Regions from separate parts of the Mus musculus genome. Here region 2 is linked to region 1. A link is a contact called in public HiChIP or PLAC-seq data. All regions are on one chromosome and are shown on one strand. The core of a region is the stretch at or near the end of the contact, and the rest is flanking DNA. Distances in the headings are between cores, read along the strand shown.

Evidence for each region. HiChIP or PLAC-seq counts read pairs in DNA pulled down with a chosen protein or histone mark.
Region 2: an H3K4me3 HiChIP or PLAC-seq map of forebrain shows a contact between it and region 1, with 4 times the contacts expected there. The contact joins two enhancer-like sites. A contact is called at or near these places in 3 of 39 promoter capture datasets (the 3T3-L1 cell line, 3T3-L1-derived adipocytes and hippocampal neurons), 1 of 484 Hi-C or Micro-C datasets (ventricular fibroblasts), 3 of 115 datasets of contacts at active chromatin or transcription factors (embryonic stem cells and forebrain) and 1 of 9 other capture datasets (embryonic stem cells).

Annotation. Positions count from the first base shown.
Region 1 is chr6:28,863,066-28,866,660 of GRCm38.p6, forward strand. All of the region lies in intron 16 of Snd1 (staphylococcal nuclease and tudor domain containing 1), which reads left to right. Among named protein-coding and RNA genes, the nearest start is that of Lrrc4, 33 kb to the left of the region's middle. Within about 2 kb of position 1,781, at least 79 of the 459 cell types and tissues checked have an H3K27ac peak or open chromatin away from gene starts, as enhancers often do. A contact at or near this core is called in forebrain, where this site is marked.
Region 2 is chr6:29,015,383-29,018,977 of GRCm38.p6, forward strand. No RefSeq gene overlaps it. Among named protein-coding and RNA genes, the nearest start is that of Mir129-1, 5.4 kb to the right of the region's middle. Within about 2 kb of position 1,814, at least 27 of the 459 cell types and tissues checked have an H3K27ac peak or open chromatin away from gene starts, as enhancers often do. A contact at or near this core is called in forebrain, where this site is marked.

The sequences.
Region 1 (3,595 bases), core at 531-3,030:
AAATTCTTTTTACGGTTTGACATATTCTTTATCAAAGCCCTTTGAGGTGGCACTCCTTCATTATGCTCATTTGACATAGAGAATGTTCTAAGCCCATGATGATTAAATAAGTTATGTATAGTCATGTTGCTAGCCAATAAAACAAGATTTGAAACAGGTAATCTGGCTCCAGAGCCTGCATCTAACCATTGTGCCGCATTGCCTAGAAAAAGCCACACCCTGTGAGAACAGAGAGAGGCTGTTGAAGACAGCAGTGAGGAAGGTGTTACCTACAGCCAAGATCCAGCCTGAAGTGTGGGGCAGTGCAGATAAAGAAGGAAGAGTATCAGTCAGTAGAGTCAGAATGAGTGGAGTCATTGTGACAGTACCTGGAGCCCAAGAAGTGACCCTCACTGCCACCTGAGAAGAGAGGGCTTCCTAGTAAAGGTGACAGAGTGAGGGTTGGACTCACTCCCTGGTACGGTTGAATTTGGTAGTGAGGCCTGGGCTGTGGGTATACTGGCCACTCAGAGTAATAGAATGGAAGAACTCTCCACAATATGCCCTGGGAATATCTGTGTTTAGAGGTCATGCTGTTGAGGAAGAATTCTCAGCTAAGATCAAGAAAAAGCCAAGATTGAAGATCAGAGATCTAAAAACAGACTGTTTCAAAAAGATAGGGGTTGCTTAGCTTGGTCAGATCATTTGAAAGGTCAGAAATGATGAAGTCTGCAAAGAAATTATGAAAATGGCAATGAAGAGGTCCTGAGTGACCTTGTGAGGTAACAGTGACTGTAGGAACTGGTCCATTGGACAGGGAGAGTGGGATGGAGGGAGTGGGCACTTGCAGAAAGCTCTGGATGAGGGGAGAAAGGTGGGCAGGCCGGGTTAAGATCTGGATGGTGGTGATGGGCAGTAGCCAGAAAGGCAGTGTAGAAGGTAAGTGACAGAAGCAGGTATCTACGGTGACCTAAAGGAGAGAGTGTATGCCTTGTGGGTTTCTTTTTCCCTTTAAAATGGATGAAGAGAGCCAGGTGTGGTGGCACACACCTTTAATCCCAGCACTTGGGAGGCAGAGGCAGGTGGATTTCTGAGTTCGAGGACAGCCAGGGCTACAGAGAAACCCTGTCTCAAAAAAAACAAAAAAAAACAAAAAAAATGGATGGAGAGGAAAGAAATAACCATGGATGCCAATCTAAGTGGGTGTTCAGTCTAAGCAAAGTAGAGGGCCTCTCAGTGACATTGCCCGCAGTGTGTTGGGTAAAGGAGCTTGAGAATTGGGGGTCTCCGATGGAAAACTGCCATTTGAACATGACCTGTAGGACATCTAGTTACTTATAGTCCATGCAAGAGATTTGCTAGCCTTGGGCACTTGCTACATAGATCATACACACATTGATTTCCTACTACAAAAATAGGCTGAAACCTAGCTCCGTGTTCCTTCAAGGCAGGTATAGCTTTTGAAGCCAGAGAATACACTGGCTGGGCTTGGGTAAGAAAACAGTCGTCTTGCCTCCCTTTGGCTAAGACCACTCTCCACATGAGCTAGCAAGCACCAGAAGGATCAGAACCATTCAGAAAAATCTCAGAGCATGCCTCTTGCTTGGTGAGGAACAGTCCAAGCTCCTTCCAGATCTGTCACATTTCCTGTGTGAAGCTCGGGGAAGAGAGAGTTAACTCTCCCTCAGGCCTCCAGCCTGGGGTTTTCCTGGGAAGATGAACAGTCTGCTTTCCTTATTGTCTGCACCAAAGGAACAGATTGCGTCAGTTTGTAAACTGTGTTACCGCTTGCAAAGGCCTGGAGTCAGCAGGTTTCCATTTCCCAGCAGACTCCAACGATGCTGATCGCCTTGGCTTCTGCTTCTCTGCCTCAGGCAGGATGGAAAATGTGTTCCCACCCTCTCATCATCCTCACCATAGAGGTGGGGGAGAAGGAGGTCCTTCTAGCCCAGTCCTCTCTCTTGTTACCCAGGCTTTCCCTGTGTTTCCAGTAGCTTCTTGGCCTTAGTTTCTATTCTGCCACCCTGTCTGGACTTCTGGGCATTCCTAGGGCTTTGGCATGGCTCAGTGCTAAGATGTCAGAAAATAAATTATTTGGAAAAGCAATTATTGATATGAGTTAGTCATGAAAGATCATGTGGTATAGAGGTGGCAGGGCATCTCAAGGAGGTATTGATGAGAACGGAGCCACACTGTGCCAGCCGAGTATGAAAGAGCTTGCTGCTGCCCGCCTCAAGCCTGCCCACTCCCCACTGCACTGCACTGATGGTAATGAGACCCAGGAGGCCTTTCATAGGCACAGCCTCCCAGCTCCCAGAGCATTGAATTATTAATTACATTGTGTTAATGTTCATCGTCTCTGAAAGACGTTGGTATGTGTGTGGCCGCGAGGGGAGGCTTGAGTTGGCCGTGTTAAGCTGCTACTATATTAAGGTGAAGTGTCTCCTCGAGTTCTCACTCTAGCCGTGGTAGCCTCACCACAGCTTTGATGCAGCATCAGTGACGGTGGAAAACCCAAATCCACGGCATGAGCCCTCTCTTCGCCAGCGAGGATCTCAGTTATGCTCTGCTTGCCCTGCAATTCCACTCACATTCTCACAAAAGGCAAAATGAGTGGGTTGCAGTCTTTGACTGTCTGCTGTTGCTATAACAGAATAAATGACACTGGTTAGTTTGAGGTTTGTTTGTTTATCAGTTTAGGGTGTTTTGTTGTGGGTTGTTTTGGTTTGTTTGTTTAGGGTATTTTTACTTTGGTTGGTGCTTTGGTTTTTGGTTTGTTTTTAATTAGTTTATTTGGGCTCACAGTTTGGGAAGCCGGAGAGGATGCATTGTCACCAGCACTGACGTCGTCGTGGTGGATGGCATTCTGTCTGGAGCACCTGTGAAAGAAAAGCAGTTTATGATAAACAGACAGAAAATAAGAAGTGGGGAGGGAGTGGGCTGACTCTTCTGTAACAAGCTGGCCCTTCCAAAGAGGGATATCTTCCACCAGGTCCCATCTTTTGTTTGATTGGTTGGTTGGTTGGTTGGTTGGTTGGTTGGCTGAGTGGTTGGTTGGTTGGTTGGCTGAGTGGTTGGTTTGGTGATAGTGGTAATTGTGTTGCAGCAAAATCTCATTATGTACACCGAGGGAGACTCAGAATCCTCCTTCCTCACGCTCCAGAGTTCCGAGATTGTGTGTACATGCTACCATGCCCTCTAGCCTACTTATAAAGATTCCCCATTTCTCAAGCTACCATACTTAGGGTTCTGCCAGACTTTGAGACCAAGGTTACACCACTTGAACCTATTGGCAACAAACCAGCCAAGCCATAGAGGAAGAAGCTGGAGTGTCCCCAGCTCACAGTATCAGTTAGTCATCTTTTCTATTCCCCGCCCTTCCCTTCCATTTTGTCTCCTCTGCAACATGACTAACAAGCAAGGCTTCCCTCTGCCCTTCTTCGACACTCCCCATCTTCTTTTATGTGTTCCTTTACCATAGCTTCAGAAAATCCAGACCAAAGAACCACAGAAATGGGTCAACTCACTTAACTGAGCCCAAAGCAGGCATGATGCACCAGCCAATAGGAGGCAGTTACATTGACCATTGGAGACCAAAGCATTTCTCTAGTCCTTA
Region 2 (3,595 bases), core at 564-3,063, 150 kb after region 1:
ACCCTCTTTTCCGTCTCTGGTGAGAGCTGTATGCTTCTCAAGGAGAGGAGAAAGTGCAAGTGGGTGCGTTTGTGTGTGGAAGGCAGGGAGAGGACACAGAGGCAGGCCCACGTTACAATCTGACTCTCCAGAGCCCTCACCCAGCCTCCAGAGAAAAGCATGGATCCCTGTCAACCCCTCCCCACAACACAGCTACCAAACTTCCACAGAACTTTTGGTGGGAACAAAACCACATCCCTGCCATGGAACGGAGGAATATTTATTTGCCTATTGGACCCTCTCCCAGAACTCTCAGGGGAGGGCGGGTCACTTGCATTTAATTGCAATTACAACAGAACGGTGTGGCCCTTAAAGAGAGAGCTTTTCAGCCAATTGCTGCCTGTAGAACCCACTTACACTTACTAGGGCCATGAGCGATGTGAGTCTCTCTCCACTGGCAGCAGTGAGGCTCATAAAACAAGCTGAGACAAGGGTCTACCTTGTCCCCTGACCAGCATCACTTGGTTAAGACACTGAGGCCTGGGTCACAACGCTTCAGTCTCTGCTCTTGGTCCTGCCTGATGTCTACTGGCTCGTGTGTGTTGACAGTGACTTTTTCATTGGCTGCTTTCTCTTGGTCACATTTCTGGCTACTCCTTGGTCTCCCTCTGCCTGATCTTCTTTCTTCTGCCTCTTACTTCCCGGGGAGTAGTAACCAGAAAGCACCCACCTGTGATCAGGGAGCCTGTGCTCTTGTGTCATCGTTGTGACCTGTTGGTGACGAATGGGCATATTAGGGCAAAGTCCCCTGCAGACTCTGGTCAAGCATCTTTCTGTCCACCTGAATCTTAGCATAGTCGAGGACCCCCAACCCAGAGATCCTGCTATCTGACTCAACGGAAGGCTCAGTGAGCTCACCAAGCTGGACCACCACATGGATGGAAAGGTTTATTGGGGGCTCAGATTGCCAAGGCTGTCTCTGGAGGTGGGGGTGGGGGCGGGGAGAAGCAAAATGGCAGAAAAGGAAGCAGATTTTATAGGGCAGTCAACAGGGTGATGGTCCTTGAGCTAGTACAGATTATTCATGACCAAGAACTATAAGGTCAGCCTGAGGTGGGTGACCTTGGGGGAAAGAATTAAGGACATCAGGCAGGACCAAGAGCAGAGGCTCTGAGACATTGTGACCTAGGCCTGGTTAACCCTCCCCTAAAAAAACGTGTTAGAGATCTGCTTTTCTGGTAAACAGAAACCCACCTTCAGGCTTCTGCTCACCAGGTTAGACTCCTGTTCCGGACGTTGCCTCCAGCCCCGTCATTTTGAGGGTCTGCTTTGGACCTAGGACAGACCACCCTTCTTACCTCTTCCTTCTATGCTTCCTGCCTGCTTTGTTCCATCCACCTTCCCTTTCATCCCGTCAACACTAATTATGAGTGCTGGGCGTATAGCTGCTAATAAGACAGGCAGGGCTTCTATCCTCGGGGAGCCAGTCCGGTGGGACGGACAAACATTAAGTCCACCAACAAAGGAATCACAGCCATGCATATAGATCTGCAAACAGAGATGTAAGCGCGCGCGGAGGGAGCACAGGCAGCTCTGCTGTAGACTAACAGGGTCAGTTTAATTTGGGTGCTCGGGGAAGGTCTCTTGGAGGGAGTGATAATTAAGCTCGCTGCTGCAGGCAGTGCCGGAGTTATCCGCAGAAGTGGGAGGGACCCCGTTCCCTGAAGAGGGGACAGCAAGGGCAAAGACCCCGAGGCGAGCGTGGAGTCTTCAAGGAGCTGGAGGCATGCCAATAAGGCTGGAGCGTCCAGGGAGAGGAGAAGATTGACACAGGAGATGCGTGGGCTGAAGGCAGGTGATTGGACGGGAATTACTTTTAAGAGCGCCACTTAAGGGTTTCTCTGGTGGTGGAGGAAGAAAAGCAGATTTGCATTTAAATTTGGGGGGATTGGAGGAGCAAGAGCTCCTGTGGAGTGCACTGGTAGGAAGCCACTAGTCTCTGAGATCACAAGGGCACCAGGTCCTCCTCAGGGCAGGGCAGGGGGAGGGGGGGGAGGGGTGGCCAGGGACAAATAGAGAGCTTCTGAAACATTTAGCAGTTCGACCTTGAGACTTTTAAAATAAGGAATAAGAAAATAGAGCTGCCACCGTGGCAGGAGCAGTGACAGCTCTCGCACAGTGGACCCAAGGTCACTCACACACTCTTTTGGAGTGTGGGCTCAGCCTCTGCTCGGCGTGCATCCTTTCCTTTGTGTGAGCCAAACCATGACTCTGAGGACTTTCCCAGGGCGGGGCTGGAGCCTTCCTCGCTGTCTTGGTCAACTTTGGCATCTTAGGTTGGGGGACAGTGCTGAGGAAATCATCCTGGAAGAGTAGAGGTGACCATAGCACAGTGACACACACCCCCCGCCCCTCAAACTGCACACCTCCCTCCCCGCTCTAGCTTCTATCTCTGCCTCCTCCTGTCATTTTTCTACCCTTCGTGTGCTGTCCTCATTACCGAATCCTCCTTGAGGACATTGCTGATCCCTGTGCATCATGGGTCCTTCACACCTCCTTATTGAACTGGACTGCTTGTGGTATAAGATCTAGCCACCTTATCTCCTCTTGGGGCAGCCTCCCTTCCTTCTTCACTGGGACCCCTCTCCCCACCTGTAAGTACCCCTTCCTTTCTTGTCTATATTATATCCTACGTTTGCTGCAGCTCAGTCTCCTCCCACCTACCTAAGCTAATCTGCACCCCATTGCTGCTCATTAGTTCATTATAACTCTACGTCCTACCTCCAGCCTGTCCTGCTTCCATTTCCTGCTCAAAACCCTTTAGAGATGGCCCACGGCCCACTGGTGGATCTGCAAACCTATCCGCTGGGGGGAACACCAAGCTTTGGTGGAAGTCTTTTCGTTCCCTTCCCTCTCTGTGTTTTGATACTTTGTGTCTTTTATCTGCTCTCAAACTACCTCAAACTTTCCCATAACTACCCAAACTCAACCTCTTTGGAGAAGCTTTCCAGACTTCTCTCCCTCATCCCATCCATCTTGGAGAGTCTCAGCTTCCTGAGTTCCTCCAGCCCTGGATTTGTCCTCCACCATTGTTTGACCTATGGACGCCAGCTGTATCCCATCACTAGTGATGCAGGAGTTGAGCAGCATGGGAGGGCGGCCCAGCTCCAGCCGAGGTTGCTTAAATGCCTATAAGATGCTTTGTTGGAGGTGATCCCGGCAACCAGGGGAAATGTCCACACTGGCCTTCTCATCTGGAAGCTCCTGGCAGGCAGGGTCTATGAGGGCTGTTTCTCCAGCCACTGCGTCCAGTCAAGGGCAAGTGCAGGAGCACAGGTGATGTCTACCAAGCGGGGTGAATGAACTTCTCTGAGGCGAGGATTCTGGGGAGTGGATTAAGGTAGCCAAGGAGAGTTGCTGGAAGCAGGTGGGGTTGAGCAACAAGGGAAGGTTTAGACCAGGAAAAGGAGTGGGCGGATGGTGATAGGAATTTCTGGGGGAAATGGAGACTAAGAAGGGATAAGGGATGGGCTGGAGAGGGGACAGTGCTCCGGTGAGATTGCTTCTGTCTGAGCGGAAGATACCAGGCAGTGGATTCAGAAGGATACGGTTGGAT